Regions from separate parts of the Ovis aries genome. Here region 2 is linked to region 1. The links are chromatin contacts, called in public Hi-C maps. All regions are on one chromosome and are shown on one strand. The core of a region is the stretch at or near the end of the contact, and the rest is flanking DNA. Distances in the headings are between cores, read along the strand shown.

Region 1 (5,272 bases), core at 2,766-5,265:
GCTGTGACTCAGCAGCGCTAGACTGATAATAAGTAGTTGGCACAGCCCCCAGGGAGCTCCATCTGCACACATCCCATAGCATCCTGCTCCAGTTCCGAAGAGGCTCCCCTCTTCAGGACTAATATCGCCTGAGAGCGCACCTTTGCTAGGCTTGCTCTTCCTTTTTCTCCTGTTTCCTCTACTTTTTACTGGACTTGCTATAGGTTCAGTTCAGTTCAGTTACTCAGCCGTGTCCAACTCTTTGAGACCCCATGGACTGCAGCACATCAGGCTTCCCTGTCCATCACCAACTCCTGGAGCTTGCGCAAACTCATGTCCATTGAGTTGGTGATACCATCCAACCATCTCATCCTCTGTTGTCCCCTTCTCCTCCTGCCTTCTATCTTTTCCAGCATCAGGGTCTTTTCCAATGAGTCAGTTCTTCACATCAGGTGGCCAAATTATTGGAGTTTCAGCTTCAGCATCAGTCTTTCTAATGAATAATCAAGGTTGATTTCCTTTAGGATTAACTGGTTGGATCTCCTTGCAGTCCAAGGAACTCTCAAGAGTTTTTTCCAACACCACAGTTTAAAAGCATCAATTCTCCAGTGCTCAGCTTTCTTTATGGTCCAACTCTCACATCCATACATGGAAAAGCCATAGCTTTGTCTAGACAGAACTTTGTTGGCAAAGTAATGTCTCTGCTTTTTAATATGTTATCTAGATTGGTCATAACTTTCTTTCCAAGGAGCAAGCGTCTTTTAATTTCATGCCTTCACTCACCATCTGCAGGCATTCTGGAGCCCAAGAAAATAAAGTCTTTCACTGTTTCCATTATTTCCCCATCTATTTGCCATGAAGTGATGGGACCAGATGCCATGATCTTCGTTTTTAGAATGTTGAATTTAAAGCCAGCTTTTTCACTCTTCCTTTCTCTGCTATTTCCTCTACTTTTTACTGGACTCATTATGGGAGCACTTCCTTATGGACACTTGTAGAAGGACATGGCTCAGTATCTGCTTCTGGAAACCCCAGTCTAAGTCTGTAGTCATTGTCATTGCTCAAGGAACCCTTTCTTCAGGCTTTAATGAAATGAGGAAGTAGTAGCTTGCTCCTTATATAAATATAACCCCAGGTCCAGACATAGTTCTTTCGCAGTATAGCAAATGACTGAGAGCAGGGGCTCTGGAGTCAGCATGCTTGCATTAAAATCCTGCCTAGCCTTTCTAAGCCTCAAGACTCCTCATCTTTAAAATGGAGCTAACAAAAAAGTGTACTATTCAGCACAGAATAAATACTTCATAATAACCGCCAGGACACGGAAGCAACCTAGATGTCCATTGGCAGACGAATGGATAAGAAAGCTGTGGTACATATACACAATGGAGTATTACTCAGCCATTAAAAAAATACATTTGAATCAATTCTAATGAGGTGGATGAAACTGGAGCCTGTTATACAGAGTGAAGTAATCAGAAAGAAAAACACCAATATAGTATACTAACACATATATATGGAATTTAGAAAGATGGTAATGATGACCCTATATGCAAGATAACAAAAGAGACACAGATGCATAGAACAGTCTTTTAGACTCTGTGGGAGAAGGCAAGGGTGGGATGATTTGAGAGAATAGCATTGAAACATGTATATTATCATATGCGAAACAGAGCACCCGTCCAGGTTTGATGCATGAGACAGGGTGCTCAGGGCTGGTGCACTGGGATGACCCTGAGGGATGGGATGGGGAGGGAGGTGGGAGGGGGGTTCAGGATGGGGAACGCATATACACCCATGGCTGATTCATGTCAATGTATCACAAAAAACACTAAAATATTGTAAAGTAATTAGCCTCCAATTAAAATTAAAATAAAATAAAAATAATTAAATTAAACCTGGGAAAAATAATAGTAAAAGATTTGGAAAAAAATTGGAAGACTCCAGAAAAAATCTGTACTCAGATTATTTCACAAGTGTCTTTTAAGTTCTTGTTCCAATTTCATGAAATAAAAATGGAAATTAATGCTGTAAAAAAAATACTCCATAAATGTTCGGTTCAGTTCAGTTGCTCAGTCGTGTCCGACTCTGTGACCCCATGAATTGCAGCACGTCAGGCCTCCCTGTCCATAAACGTTAGTTATTATAAATATCAATATTTACAGGTTGTCCAAGGTACTTGGATGAGCTTGTCTTTTCTTTTCTTTTTTTTTTTTGCATGCTCAGTCGCTAAGTCATGTCTAACTCTTTGTGACTCCAGGGACTGTCGCCCTCCAGGCCCCTCTGTCCATGGGAATTCTCAGCAAGAATACTGGAGTGGGTGCCATTTCCTTCTGCAGGGGATTTCCTGACCCAGGAATAGAACCCGCATCTCCTGTAGGCGAATTCTTTACCACAAAGTCACCAGGACACATCACTGCTACTTGCAAATTCTAAGAGCATTTTCTTTGTAAATAATAAAGAAGCAGTGCTTTCTGCTCTGTGGGAAGCTGAAAACCAAACAAATGTTTTCTTTGTAGGTAATACTTGAAGATCAGTAGTTCTAATTATAGTATAAAGTAAGGGATACATCCTGCTCTAAAACTTTAGCATTAAGTTAGACAAATGGCTATGGTCTGAAACCAGACACACCAGAGCCAGAATCCCAGCTCCTGGCCATTCGCTGGTTCCCCAGAGCTGTTATTACTGATTCACCCAACCAGGCTGTCAATACTTCTCTCCTAAGGCTATTGTGCAGATTAAACCACACTGTGCACATAAAGCCCTTAGCTACTCCCTATAACTTCACATGTAGCGGGTACTGGTCTATTATTACACAGAGCATGATATTCCAGACAGGAAGTGCAGAGATTCCAAATATCACTCAGGTACCTTTGCCCTGAGGACAAACATGGCAATGGTGCCCATTCCTGGAAAACTTTGTGGGATCATCATCTAGCTCTTTCCTTGGCCACTGAATTCAGCCTTCTTGGGTCAGTTTGCTCGAAACCAGTCCCACCGTGAATGAGAGGGAAAATGAGCAGCTCCTCTGCTGCTGAAATAGAGAAAGAACTAGTCCTCTGACATACTCTGCTCTGGTGGCTCCCAGCACGTCTGCACTTCAGCACCAGCCACTCAATGCTTTGTGGGTGTCACTGCACAGCAGGGTTTAAGTGCCAGTATTTGTGCATCCTTTCTGGGCACCCCCTGATGGAGACAGCCTGCAGTGCAGGCTTCAGAGTCAAAGGGAAAACAAATCCCTTCTGTATGGACCATGAGAACTTCATCAAGGAGCCTTTTTGCTCTGCTTGGGAAGGGAGGAGAATGAAAAATGGGAAAACCACATGCTCCAAGGGATTCAATCAATATTTGCAGGCTGCCTGACTCAGCAGCTCGGGCTGACCAAATAAGAACTTGCCATATTTAAGTCTTGAATAAATGATCAATAGTAGGATTGTATTTCCATGAACCAGAGAATTCTAATTTAGTGGCACAGATTTTTTTTTTAATTGAATTTTTTTTTTTTTTTTTTTTTTGCCACATCCAGCAATTGCTATCAGATGCTGAATGTCTGTGGTCACACACTCAGCTTCCTGTTTATAAATGTGCTCTGTTTTCTGTGAGTCAGCGGTTTCTTGTTCTGCATGGAGGTATAACTGACCACGTCAGGCCCAGAAGGCGAGCTTTGTGAATGGCCCAGTGTGCACGAGCCTCTGTGCATCAGGCCTTGGGGATTGTGCAAACAGATACTTACACTGTATGTGGCCGGACACAAGCTGAAATAATTCTGCCCAGTGAGTTTGTTGGTTTTGCGTATGGTTTGGAGCTGAACTATCGTTAAAGCTAACCAAAGCCGGATTCTAGTTAAAGTGGAAAGGGCAGATTTTAATCAGTAATACACTGTCAAAATAGGGAGAAGAATCCAGAGTTAACTGAACTTAACTTCAGTTTGTACAGAGGTGACTGGATGTTTTAACGGCAGAATGACTGGGTGGGAAGGAGGGGTGGTGTTCAGTAGAATCAGGGAAGTGAAAGATCACAGATGCGTGGTTGCTGTATATGCCATTAGACCAGCGTTAGCTGACAGTCATATCAGAGTTAGAATTCTGTCCTCCCACAAAGACTGGGGGACAGAGGCCCTGTTCTTCCTGATGATCACATTGTGAGGAATGGCTTCCAGGTCCTTGAGAAAGACACTCGTGTGAGTCTCAAAGGGGCAGGGGAAAGGCTCACAACGGCAATCCCTTTCCAGTAAATGCTCTAAGAAAGGGTGGTCAGGGGACAGTCTCAGGTGCTCGTTGCTGGAACAGACAGTAAATTCCTGAGTTTCCTCAGGCAAGCACTTTAAGGGCAGTGAGAGTCACCCTTGGAGCGTGGCCTTGAGCTGTTGGAAATTTTTTTTCAAACTGTTCATTTTAGATGGAAGTTTAGCTGATTAACAATGCTGTGATAGTTTCAAGGACTCAGCCATATATACACATGTATCCATTCTCCCCCATACTGCCCTCCCATCCAGGCAGCCACAAAACATCGGGCAGAGCTCGCTGTGCTCTACAGTGGGTCTGCATGTAGATGTGCACCATTTTAAATATAGCCGAGTATGCATGTCGATCCCAAACTTCCTAACTATCCCTTCACCCGGCATGTTCGTGCCTGTTCAGGTGTTTTAGGCCAAGGCTGAGGCCCAGCTGAGAAGAGGGATCAGAGGGGTCCGCCTCGAGTCAGTCAAGGAGAGAATCTTTGTCTCTGTGAAGCCCACCAAGGTCTGTGGTTAGTGCAACACCATTTCCCTACCTAAAGCCAGGCCTCCTGTCCCCCTCAGTGGCCTTCCAGTGGGGTTAGAACGTCACGTGTCTAATCGCCTTAAAGAGCATCTGGGTTCTGGGCTTTCCTCACCTCGCTTCCCTCTCCAGCCATGGCTTGCTGCTCTCTCAGTCTGTGGATGTGGCTTTTCTTCCCCTCCCTTTACCCCACCTGGTAAGCCAGCTGCATGCCTCCTTCAGAGTTCCATTTATTCCTCCCCTCTTCCCTGGAAAAGCCTTGCCTGGTCTCCAAGAGCTGGGTTTGGAACCCCCACAACTTATCACACTCTATTTTAGTGCCTGTTTCAGCATCAGTTTCCCCCACCATTCTGTAAGCCTCAGGAAGGCAGGGACTGGCTTCAGTTCACCCTTATCCCCCCAGAACTTAGCAGCAGCAGGTGCTTCATAAATGCTTGCTGAGCAAATGAGTGGGTACTGCTTGTCCTTTGATGCCTCCTGCCAGGACCCTGTTCTTAGCGGGGTTTGAATCCCAGCTTCATCACTTACTCGGTGTG
Region 2 (5,701 bases), core at 177-2,676, 240 kb before region 1:
TTTAAACTTCAGGAAGTGATTTTATCTACTTATCTTAAAAATAATATAAACATAGTGAGACGAATGGAGAGGGGTGGTCACTGAGTCCAGACTAGGAGCAGGGGTCTGAACACTGGTACCCTTCCTCCAGCACATATCCGGAGACTGTAATTTTAGGACCCCTATTCTCTTTATAATGGAGAAGGAAATGGCAACCCACTCCAGTATTCTTGCCTGGAGAATCCCATCGACAGAGGAGGCTGGTGGGCTACAGTCCATGGGGTCGCTAAGAGTCGGACACGACTGAAGCAGTTTAGCATCCTGGTGGCTCAGGTGCTAAAGTGTCTGCCTGCAGTGAGGGAGACCTGAGTTCAATCCCTGGGTCAGGAAGATCCTCTGGAGAAGGAAATGGCCACCCACTCCAGTATTCTTGCCTAGAAAATTCCATGGATGGAGGAGCCTGGTGGGCTACAGTCCATGGGGTCACAAAGAGTCGGACAGAACTGAGTGACTTCACTTTCTTCTTTCTTTTCTTTCTTTCTTATGAAGGAGGACAAGGTTTTTGCTTTTCAAAATAACAACGGCAGCAGCAACAGCGGCAGCAAACACTTAAACTGTGCTTCCCACCTATAATGCTAACTCTCTGTTTCATTTTCCTCCTCTGTCTGCACGATTATCAAATCCCCACAAATCCCGGAGTGCAAAAAGTGACTTGCTCAAGGTCATACAGGCAGGGATTATCAGAAGACAGATCGACCCCAGTAGCCTGGGGCGGAAGCGTAAACTTTCATTCAAGCGTTTTAGGGAAGGGACACAGACAAAATGCAAGCTTTCTCAGCACATTCATTTTAGTGTAAACTCTCCAATGCCTCCCTCCGCCACACCACCTTTAGCCTCTTAATTGGTGAAACGCAACGCCTTCCTTACTTTGCTCTTGTCACGCTCCTCTCTTTTTTGACCAAAAACCTACAGTGGGTAGATGTTAGGGAGCTCCTCCGTCAGTTTACAGCGCCCCTCCCGGCATTCCGTCTTTCTTAGCGCAATAGCTAACCTTCACTGAAAACCCTTCAACAGACGCGTGGGTTTATGTCATTGTACGAGTATTCACTGAGCACTCAGAGCGGGAACGTTAATCAGCAATGAAAATATTAACTTACTTTCTAGGATACTTTTTTTTTTTTCAACTTAAAAGCCTAAAAAAGAAAAATCTCAGTTCACTTCTGAATAGAAACCTTCACCCTCAAGCTCTCACCCCTGGGCCTCACTGAACGGCACTGGCCACAAGGGGGCAGTGGCGGCCACGGAGTCGAACCTGGGGTCGTGCGCGGCGGCTCGGCCATCGCTTGCTCTCGCCTGGAGCGCGGCTCTCGGCCGTGGATTAGCGCAGCTGGGGACGTGGGAGGCCCCGGGCCCCGCCCCCGACCGGCGGCGGCGGCCCAGCGCGGCAGTCTGCGCTGCTAGCGGAGCGGCGCGGAGGGCGCGACCGGCGGGTGGGGGCTCAGGAGCGTGTACTGCCTTCGGGGCTCCTTTCCGCGCGCCACGGCGCGGGCACCACCGCAGGCCCCTCGGGCGGGCGCCAGGCTCAGGGCGCCGGGGGTCAGGGGGCAGCCCGCCGGGGTGCCGGGACCATGGCGCTGCGCGCCCGGGCGCTCTACGACTTCAGGTCGGAGAACCCGGGCGAGATCTCGCTGCGGGAGCACGAGGTGCTGAGCCTGTGCAGCGAACAGGACATCGAAGGCTGGCTCGAGGGGATCAACAGCCGCGGAGACCGCGGCCTCTTCCCGGCCTCTTACGTGCAGGTGATCCGCGCCCCCGAGCCCAGCCCGGCTGGCGACGGCGGCCCGGGCGCCCCGGCCCGCTACGCCAACGTGCCACCCGGCGGCTTCGAGCCCCTGCCTGCCGCGCCGCCCACCTCCTTCAAGCCGCCACCCGACGCCTTCCAGCCGCTGCTGCAACCGCAACAGGCGCCGCCGGCGAGCACCTTCCAGCCGCCGGGCGCGGGCTTCTCGTACGGCGGGAGCGCCCTGCAGCCGTCGCCGCAGCAGCTCTACGGCGGCGGCGGCTACCAGGCCAGCCAGGGTAGCGACGATGACTGGGACGATGAGTGGGACGACAGCTCCACCGTGGCTGACGAGCCGGGCGCGCTGGGGAGCGGCGCTTACCCAGACCTCGACGGCTCGTCGTCTGGGGGCGTCGGCGCTGCTGGCCGCTACCGCCTGTCCACGCGCTCCGACTTGTCGCTGGGCTCCCGCGGCGGCTCTGCGCCCCCGCAGCACCACCCGTCGGGGGCCAAGAGCTCGGCCACCGTGAGCCGTAACCTCAACCGCTTCTCCACCTTCGTCAAGTCGGGCGGGGAGGCCTTCGTGCTGGGTGAGGCGTCGGGCTTCGTGAAGGATGGGGACAAGCTGTGCGTGGTGCTGGGCCCCTATGGCCCCGAGTGGCAGGAGAACCCCTATCCCTTCCAGTGCACCATCGACGACCCCACCAAGCAGACCAAGTTCAAGGGCATGAAGAGCTACATCTCGTACAAGCTGGTGCCTACGCACACGCAGGTACCGGTGCACCGGCGCTACAAGCACTTCGACTGGCTGTACGCGCGTCTGGCTGAGAAGTTCCCCGTCATCTCGGTGCCCCACCTGCCCGAGAAGCAGGCCACCGGCCGCTTCGAGGAGGACTTCATCTCCAAGCGCAGAAAGGGCCTCATCTGGTGGATGAACCACATGGCCAGCCACCCGGTGCTGGCACAGTGCGACGTCTTCCAGCACTTCCTGACCTGCCCCAGCAGCACCGACGAGAAGGCCTGGAAGCAGGGCAAGAGAAAGGCCGAGAAGGATGAGATGGTGGGCGCCAACTTCTTCCTGACCCTGAGCACGCCCCCCGCCGCCGCCCTCGACCTGCAGGAGGTGGAGAGCAAGATCGAAGGCTTCAAGAGCTTCACCAAGAAGATGGACGACAGCGCGCTGCAGCTCAACCACACAGCCAACGAGTTCGCGCGCAAGCAGGTGACCGGCTTCAAGAAGGAGTACCAGAGGGTGGGGCAGTCCTTCCGCGGCCTCAGCCAGGCCTTTGAGCTGGACCAGCAGGCCTTCTCGGCCGGCCTGAACCAGGCCATCGCCTTCACCGGAGATGCCTACGACGCCATCGGCGAGCTCTTCGCCGAGCAGCCCAGGCAAGACCTGGACCCGGTAATGGACCTGTTGGCGTTGTATCAGGGCCACCTGGCCAACTTCCCTGACATCATCCACGTCCAGAAAGGTAAAGCCTGGCCTTAAGAGCGTACGGTGTGGGATGTGTTGTTCAGGCTGAGAGGGTCACTTTGACAGAAGTCCCATTGTCTGTTTCAGATTAATATCCCACAGGTCGGGATCCCGGCAGGGATGTGGGCAGCCAGGCGGTGCCCCAAGGGTAGGGCGGATGGTGGGCTGGTAGCTTCCTCCTTAAAAGTATTTCCAGACAGGCTGCGGGTACACTCTTCAGAGGAGGTTGGGAGAGCACTTTTGGCAACAGTGCTGTCATTTTAGAGTTTGAATAGCTGGGTAATGAGCTTCTGGGATCGATCATCTTGTGTCTAGGGTAGAATGAGAAGGGGACCCAAGCCATGTTAGGCATCCATTTGAACACTGGCAGTGTCACTTAGCCGTGGGTTTTGGGAAGTGTGGAAATCAGGGGCAAGAGTGGATATCTGCAGAAAGGTAGGTCCTGCTTTTGCCCCTCTGCTCATCTCAGCCCCTGCATTGGTAGGGAAATTAGGGTCAGTTCTCTGTAGGTACTACTTAAATGGGGCGGCATAGAAATTTCCTGCAGTCTTCTTGCTTGCAGCCTTTGTAAAATAAGGTAAAAGACTCGGCCAAATTTCAGGAAGTTTTAAGAAAATTACTCTCTTTAAGCTTGGTCATTTTCAATTTGGTGTCTACTAACTGACTGAAATTAAGAGTATTATTTAGGAAAATGGTGTAGGGAAGCTATGCAGAATGTAGAGGATCTGAGTATTGTGTTTGAGAGCAGTGTTTCTGGTATCTCAGCGAGTTAGCTGCCCAACTGTCAGAGCTTGTTTTATTTAGTCGTGGTTAGTGTCCCTAAAGACTGAAGTTTGCAGATTGTTTTCTTAGAAAATAAGTTAGGGCAGAATTAGAGCAGTAATTCCTGCCTTAACGTTACTCGCTGGCTTGCATTCTGATAGCCTGCCTGGAGAGGGGTTGGAGTGGGGAGGCAGCCTTGCTGAGAGGTTTTCGGTTCAGTGTGGGGGAGGGGAAGAGGACGTCACTAACCACCTTCCTGAGGGGGTGGAAACCTCCTGGCCTTGGGTAATGAGTCGCTGGCTGCCCTTTCAGGTGGGACAACCCATTTACAAACAGCCCAGATCTTTAACCTGTTCTTCCTGGTATTAAACTAAAGTTTGTCTCTCTTGATTCTCTTTCTTTTGCCTGGAAACACACACAGTAAGTTTCTTCCTCGTCATGTCAGCCCATCAGACCCTTTGGGACAGCAGCTTCCTTCCTCTCTGCTGCACTCCTGCCTCTTCCGAATAGGTGACAGGCTTCTAACTCCCCAGAGCGGGGTCCTGCAAACATGCTGATGCTGGTATAGTCCCTGCTAAAATGCACTGCCCCAAACATCTGCAATACTAGTTTCAGTGGAGAACAGTAACTTTTTTGACAATTTACTGTAAGTGCAGTATAAGGTTAAATTAGCTGTTTGGGCAGTCGTATCACTATTGACCTGCATTGAACCTGCATCTTTGTTCCCTGTGACCCCCCCCTTTTTTGCATAAATTGCTATGAATTCTTGATATTTTAGTCGGTGCTGGTGCAACTGACTCTTTGAGCCTTTAATGCAGGATCTAACATTTAAATTCCACTGTGTTACATCATTCTGGATCCAGTGCTGGGTGCCTTTTTACATGTTTCTGTGAGTTTATGCAGATTGTTGGTAAACAGTTGAAAGGGTCGAGCCAGGTGCAGACTCCTGCAGTCACACACAGGTGGCTGGCTACTACGGGGCAGCATCAGTTCATTCAGTGGCTTTCCTGTCTTCAGACCACACACTCAGCCTTGTTGAGTGGCTCTGCTGTCGAAGTGAGTAGAAAATACTTGATGTTTGCCATAAAGTCTATTTTGAGTTTATATGTAGTCTGTTAATTTAACACTAGAACTAAAATCGTCTCCTATTGGGATTTGAGAAACTTCCTTCATTAAAACCAGGACCATTTTTATGTTGTTTAAATAATTCAAGGGCCCTAAACATAATCTTCAGGAACTTCAGAAAGAACATCTGTTGATATTCAACATGGTTTGTCTCTGCTGTAGCCTTGGTGTGTGATGTACAGTGAGCCTGTGTCCCTGGATAACATGTCTTTAGAATGTGCTGCCATTTAGAGCTGTAGTGTGCAATGCATACGGCTAAAAGCATGTGTTTACAGCCAGCATTTATCAAGGATGCTAGTGTTGGCCATTTTAAGAATACAGATGAGCTTTAAGCCCGGCTGAAGCTTTTTGAACATGTTCTGAATGTTCACATGATGGTATAGAGCAGAAGAAACATCCCCCTCCCTCCCCTGCTACACAGTTGCTGTTGGAATGAATCTTCATCTGAGCACTTGGGAATTTTGTTTTCAGGTTGTTTTTCCCTTCAGGATCTCAAAACATAATCATATTGTAGGCCTTACTGTGACTTTTGAGAGAAGAGTCAAAAAAAAAAAAAAAAAAGTGAAAATCTTTAAGCA

Evidence for each region. Hi-C and Micro-C count contacts between places; a contact is called where the count stands out from the background.
Region 2: a Hi-C map of liver shows a contact between it and region 1, with 4 times the contacts expected there. The contact joins the promoter of SNX18 here to the enhancer-like site in region 1. A contact is called at or near these places in 3 of 16 Hi-C or Micro-C datasets (hypothalamus, liver and skin fibroblasts).

What each region holds. Positions count from the first base shown.
Region 1 is chr16:24,535,249-24,540,520 of ARS-UI_Ramb_v3.0, reverse strand. No RefSeq gene overlaps it. Among named protein-coding and RNA genes, the nearest start is that of ESM1, 230 kb to the right of the region's middle. Within about 2 kb of position 4,015, at least 20 of the 54 cell types and tissues checked have an H3K27ac peak or open chromatin away from gene starts, as enhancers often do. A contact at or near this core is called in hypothalamus and liver, where this site is marked.
Region 2 is chr16:24,774,002-24,779,702 of ARS-UI_Ramb_v3.0, reverse strand. SNX18 (sorting nexin 18) reads left to right here and starts at 1,426. Exons shown (of 2, transcript XM_004023198.5): 1 at 1,426-3,234. The coding sequence starts at 1,608.